Regions from separate parts of the Mus musculus genome. Here region 1 is linked to region 2. The links are chromatin contacts, called in public Hi-C maps. All regions are on one chromosome and are shown on one strand. The core of a region is the stretch at or near the end of the contact, and the rest is flanking DNA. Distances in the headings are between cores, read along the strand shown.

Region 1 (2,700 bases), core at 38-2,537, 2.0 Mb before region 2:
TCACCCTGGAAGAGGCTCAATTGAGATAAAGACATACACTGCCTTGTTCAGTCTATGAATCAACCAACAGTCAGCAGAGTTGACAACGAGACACCCACAACTCAGTGTTCAGGATTAGATTCACGCAAAGTCTCCTCACATCCATTACATAAAATGAAGGGTTTCCCTGCTTTCCTTACGTCTACCCCACCGTTTCTGAGACTGTCACAGAACCACAGTGCTCTCAAGGACTTGGAGACGTCACATCAATTACCACACGGTCTCCTGCTGCCTCCTTCTGAGGGACTGACTGTGTCTAATTCCTAGTGTGATGATGAACTAACTGGAGGCTTCCAGAGACAAATCGGTCAAGCAGGCCTAACTCCCGAGGCGGGCTGCATTAGGGAAATCCCGAGAACTCCGGTACCAGGAAGGTGGTAGGAACTCCCAAGGCTCTCTTAATTTCCTTCCCCTGTGAGGAACCCTAGCTAGGGCTAGAGTAGTTAACTGGACATGCCCAGACATCAGGTAAGAGAAGACTATGTTAATTCAGCCTTCGGTTTTCAGGCATCATTTTGAAATCTCAGACCATGAACACTAGATCAGAAAGGAAAGGTGTTTGATTTTTTTTTTTTTTCTGTCTCACTTCACATAACGTAGCTTAATTTGCATGGAGAAAAGCAGATACTGGCACCGGTCTAGAAGTCCAATGGGGGACATAACAACCATACGAAAATAACAAACGCTTGTGACAGGGCACCTGACAGCTCCCGCCCGCTCTGTGTGTGTCAAGTTCACGCGCAGCTAGACCACGGCTCGCGGCCGCCGCAACGCACGTGATCGCGGGTGGACACGGCCCTCCCAGGGCTCTAGTACCGTGGTGACGAATGGCGTGGTGGTACCGAGGGCAATGACGAATGGCGAGACGCCTGGATACGAGTCACTTGCCCTAAATGAACACCTTTCTCCAACCAAGCCAACCTCCCGGCAAGTCCCGATCCTCAAGGCCAGACCGACCGCCATGGAAACCCAGCGATCCCCTCTGCAGCCCCCGCCCCTCCGGGAGCCCCTTCTGCGTCACCGTGACACCTCGTCCCACGTAGGTGTCCCCCTTCCAGCCCTCCCCAGTGCCCTTCCGCCGGTCCTCACCCGCGGCCGCCGCGCCACACTCTGCTGGACTCGCTCGTTCACGGCCCGCAGCGCGAACCCGACTCCCAGCTCCGCCGTCATGCTGCCACCTCTCAACATTCCCAAGAGGATGCCCGGAGGACCCGCGACTCACCGAGCCCACCTTCCGGTCCCGCCCCCTTCCTGAGAGGTCCAATCGCCGCTCACCATCCAGCCACTTCCCCAGCGGAGGTTGGCCACCCAGGCGGGCGCCATCTTGGGGAAGGCGGAGGTTACCCGGACTGAAAGCCTCCTAGGGAGTTCAAGGGCTGGGCGGGCCGGTATAAACCAAGACATTAAAGTAACTTTCATTCATCCGTTCCGTTCCTTTCCTTTTTCCTTTCTTCTTTTCCTTTCCCTTCCCTCCCCTCTCCTTCCCATTTTTAAATTTCTTTCGAGACAGGGCTTCTCTGTGTCCTGGCTGTCCTGGAACTCATTCTCTAGATCAGGGTGGCCTTGAAATCCCAAGTGCTGGGTCTAAAGGCGTGTGCCACCACTGCCCAGCTATTATTTCTTTTTTAAAATATTTATTTTATGTGCGTTGATTTGTTTTGTCCTCATGTATGTATGTGCATGCACCGTCGTATCTGTGGTGCCATGGCCAGGAGAGTTTTGGATCTCGACCTGATGGTTGTGAGCCATCATGTGTGCTGGGGACAGAATTCTGGTCCTTTGCAAGAGCAACAGGTGCACTTGACTACTGATCCATCTCTCCAGCCCCCTTTTAATTTAAATATTTTTATTTATATTTTTGTTGTGTGGGTGTTTCCCCTGAACGTTAAGTCTGTGAACTGCCACAGAGGTCAGAGGAGGGCATAGAACTCTCTGGAACTGATGAGTGGATAGATGGGTGCTGGGTTCTGAACCTCTATAAGAGCAGTAAGTGCTCTCTCTCCATTCCCAGACTTTAGGAGTAATGATATTGAAGGTAAATGCCTCTTCATATACTGCTGTCACCACAGTGAAAAAAACCCCAAAACCTGAAAGGGCCCAGAAGGCTGTTACAGAGTGAGCCTAATGAGAAGCTGGCTGTGGAGCTGCAGTTGGGAAGTACTAGTCAGGAATAAGTGGGTCAAGTTTAAAGGGTTCGTGAAGGCTGGGATGGACGTGAAGTCAAAGAGATGCTCTGCTTCAAAAAATTGAAGGTGATAAGACAGGTCAGGGGTCAGAGGCGCTTGCTGTCCAAAGTCATATGGTGGAAGGAGAAAGCAGACTCCTGCAGATCTCCACATGAATGCCAGGGTGTCTGAGCATGTGCGCATGCACAAGGATGTATACATACATATGTACACAGATGTAAAAATGAGACCTATAAATACTACAGATTTAGGGTGGGGCCTCTATCTATCTATCTATCTATCTATCTATCTATCTATCTATCTATCTACCTACCTACCTACCTACCTACCTACCTACCTATCTGCACATATACATAAACACACACAGAACCTACTACTACTGTTTTGCTAAATGGACATGGCAGCAAACTGTCTTCAGAATATTTATATCCACAGGTTAGTGCTGACCTCAGCCTTGGATAAAGAAGCTGTTTGT
Region 2 (2,700 bases), core at 169-2,668:
AAAATCATAACTGACAGACTCTAGCTACTTCCAACGGATATGGTGCAGGCCGGCTGTCACCTGCATGAGGAACTTGCTCCAAGTGCGTGTGTAACCAAGAAAGGCCAGTTCAGCACCAGCTTTACAAAGTGCATGGCTTTGCTGTTGTTGCTGCTGCTCTGTTAAGAAAAGCCTTGCTTTGAAAGTACAGTCGATGTCTTGGCTTTAATTTGTTAGTTTCAACAGTCAAAGGAAGCAATACAGGTTGGTCTTTGCACTTGGGTGGCTTGGGCACAGGCATGGTTGGTTCCTGAGGAAAGCAAATGTGCTCTTCAGCCGTTAAAACCTTTGTCATGTTTCCAGCGACAGTTATACGGATGAAGTTGTAAAAAAAAAAAAAAAAAATCAAGTCTGTCTGTATGCCCTTCTGTAATTCTTTAACAGCACCCGGCCATGCTTCCCACGAAGGTGCCTGTACAAAGAACAAAATCCTCACCTTGAGACAACCATAACCAAGCTCCTGGGAGGCAGTTGCATTTCCAACGTGATCCACTGGGGCATCACAGTCTACGAACTCGTCGGGTCTGCAAATCAGTAAGATTTTTCATCAGTGCCTTTTGCCGATTGCTTCTGTGTCCGCACGCAATGCTATTTTCGTTCCTCTTTTAATATCTGTTCCTCCTTCTGTACTGGGAACTGGATACGCTAGAGGTGCTATCTACCTTTGAGCTACATTTCCAGCCCTTGAATTTTCTTTCTTTCTTTTTTTTTTAAATTTGAGACAAGTTACCCAGGCTGGCTGGTTGGCCTTGAACTCATCCTGTAACCAAGGCAGCAGAAAGGGTGCAGGAAGTGGAAGGGTTCTGTAGCCTACATTACTCCTTCCCAGTATCTACCACTAACACACAGTTTAATTGCTTTCTGTGGCAGGGCAATTGAGAGGCACCAGTCCCGGAATCACCTCCCCGAGGTGGAAGCAGCCTTCCGCTCCCACAACCAACAGCTATCCCTGGCCCGATCCCCCTCTAGGTCCGCCCGCCACGTCCCGGCAGCTTACAGGTAAGAGCAAAGGATGACTGGCGAGTTGGGGTCGCTGTATTCCCAGCTTGAGGCCGCGGGACCCTCGAGGTGAGCGGCGCCCGAGGGTGTGAGATCCAGTTCGGCCGTAGCATTAAACGAGTGGCTCCGAGAAACACAGTGCAGCAGCAGCAGGTTCCCCAATAGCAGGGCCGCCTGGCCGCACAGCAATAGGTAACTCACAGGGCAGCCGCCCAGCACCATCTTCCCGGGGGCCGGTCCTAGAGACCTGGCCTAAAAACAAAGCCAGGCCGCCACGGCCCACCGGAGCCCGGCGCTGTCAGGCCTCTCTCTACGTCGGGTACGCAACCCTCCGTTCCACAGCCAACCCGTGCGCAGCTCGACGCTCCGCCTGCCACTACGGCCAATCAGAAACGGCCAGGGGAAAGGTGTGGCCTGGCTTCGCTCCGCCCTCCAGTAGACCCTTCACTGCTGCACGGAGCGGAGGGAGGGTGGAGCTTCCCTTAGCCCCGCCCTCCAGCCCCTCCTACCTTCTCTAGTCTCCGCTGAGCGGGCGGAGGGGCGGAACAGCCGGGCGCGAACTGGAGCGGCGGCGGCGGCGGCCGCCGGTGGGTTGGCCAGACTGTATTTTCCCTACGTCAGCCTCTGGCCGCGGGATCGGGAAAGGGGCGGGGTTTTTGGGGGGGGGGGGGTTGCTGCGTCAGTGCCGCGCGCGTGCTCGCCGAGGGCGAGCGCCCCGCCAGCCCGGGGGCCCCCGCGGGGTTGCAAGGATGACCGAAGGGGCGGAGGCGGCGGCCGCGCGTTGAGCGGAACCTGCCGAAGCCCTCGCTATGGGGCCGCGCGCGCTCTCGCCCCTTGCCTCTCTGCGACTAAGGTGGCTGCTGGCGTGTGGCTTGCTGGGCCCAGTCCTCGAGGCCGGGCGACCAGGTGGGTGCCGGACGGGAACCGTGCTGTGGGGAGTGAGTGCTGGGTGGTGAGGGCTGCGAGGCGGACCCTGGGCTCCGGCTCCCCTGTCAGCGCTGACCCGGAGCCCGGTGGCCGGCGGCCGGCTGCACTGTGGCGGTGCGCTCGCTACTCCCGGGCTGCAGCGAGTGCTTTGCGGGTGGAGTGGCTGTCACCAGCTCTGGGCTGGGAGATGGAACTTTTGCTTCAGTCTATCAGGATTTGGGGTTTGACGTTCGCCGTCTTGGACGACTCAGCAGTAGGTCCACAGGGATCCCGATGGAGAAGAGGGCGGGTTTTCCTTGGGCCGTTTTTTTTTTTTTTTTTTTTTTTTTTTTTGTTAGTAAGGATACTTAAAATAATAAAATCAACGAAACGCTACGTTTCTAGAGCCTGTAGTTCAATCTATCTAAATCTGGACAAAGAATCTCTGCTCTGTTTAACCCAGGGGATTATCGGAAAGAATTAAATTACTGTTCGCCAGCACATCTGAATTGTGAAACTTCCCGTAAATATGTAAGATATTTATATTGTGGATGATGAAACTGAATGGGAACACACTAGGTTCTTTTTTTCCTGGAAATAAGTTATTTATTTCATCCTTTGTATTAAATTAGTGTTTGCATGGCTTAGTTATCTCTTTGAGCTCCGGGAACACTATGGACAATAGAAGGCTTTACAAAATTGTTGCCTTCAAAGGTGATGAGTGTAGATTTGAGTTCAGGACCGCTGACCTTCACG

The links. Hi-C and Micro-C count contacts between places; a contact is called where the count stands out from the background.
Region 1: a contact with region 2 is called in a Hi-C map of B cells, with 8 read pairs. The contact joins the promoter of Plpbp here to the promoter of Tm2d2 in region 2. A contact is called at or near these places in 6 of 39 promoter capture datasets (HPC-7-derived erythroid cells, hematopoietic stem and progenitor cells, liver and 2 more), 3 of 484 Hi-C or Micro-C datasets (B cells and CD4 T cells), 4 of 115 datasets of contacts at active chromatin or transcription factors (the NIH/3T3 cell line, bone marrow-derived dendritic cells, bone marrow-derived macrophages and 1 more) and 1 of 9 other capture datasets (liver).

Annotation. Positions count from the first base shown.
Region 1 is chr8:27,041,142-27,043,841 of GRCm38.p6, reverse strand. Plpbp (pyridoxal phosphate binding protein) reads right to left here and starts at 1,287. Exons shown (of 8, transcript NM_054057.4): 1 at 1,129-1,287. The coding sequence starts at 1,227.
Region 2 is chr8:25,015,929-25,018,628 of GRCm38.p6, reverse strand. It overlaps Tm2d2 (TM2 domain containing 2), which reads right to left and starts at 1,418. Exons shown (of 4, transcript NM_027194.3): 1 at 1,037-1,418; 2 at 476-563. The coding sequence starts at 1,260. It overlaps Adam9 (a disintegrin and metallopeptidase domain 9 (meltrin gamma)), which reads left to right and starts at 1,707. Exons shown (of 22, transcript NM_001270996.1): 1 at 1,707-1,944. The coding sequence starts at 1,848.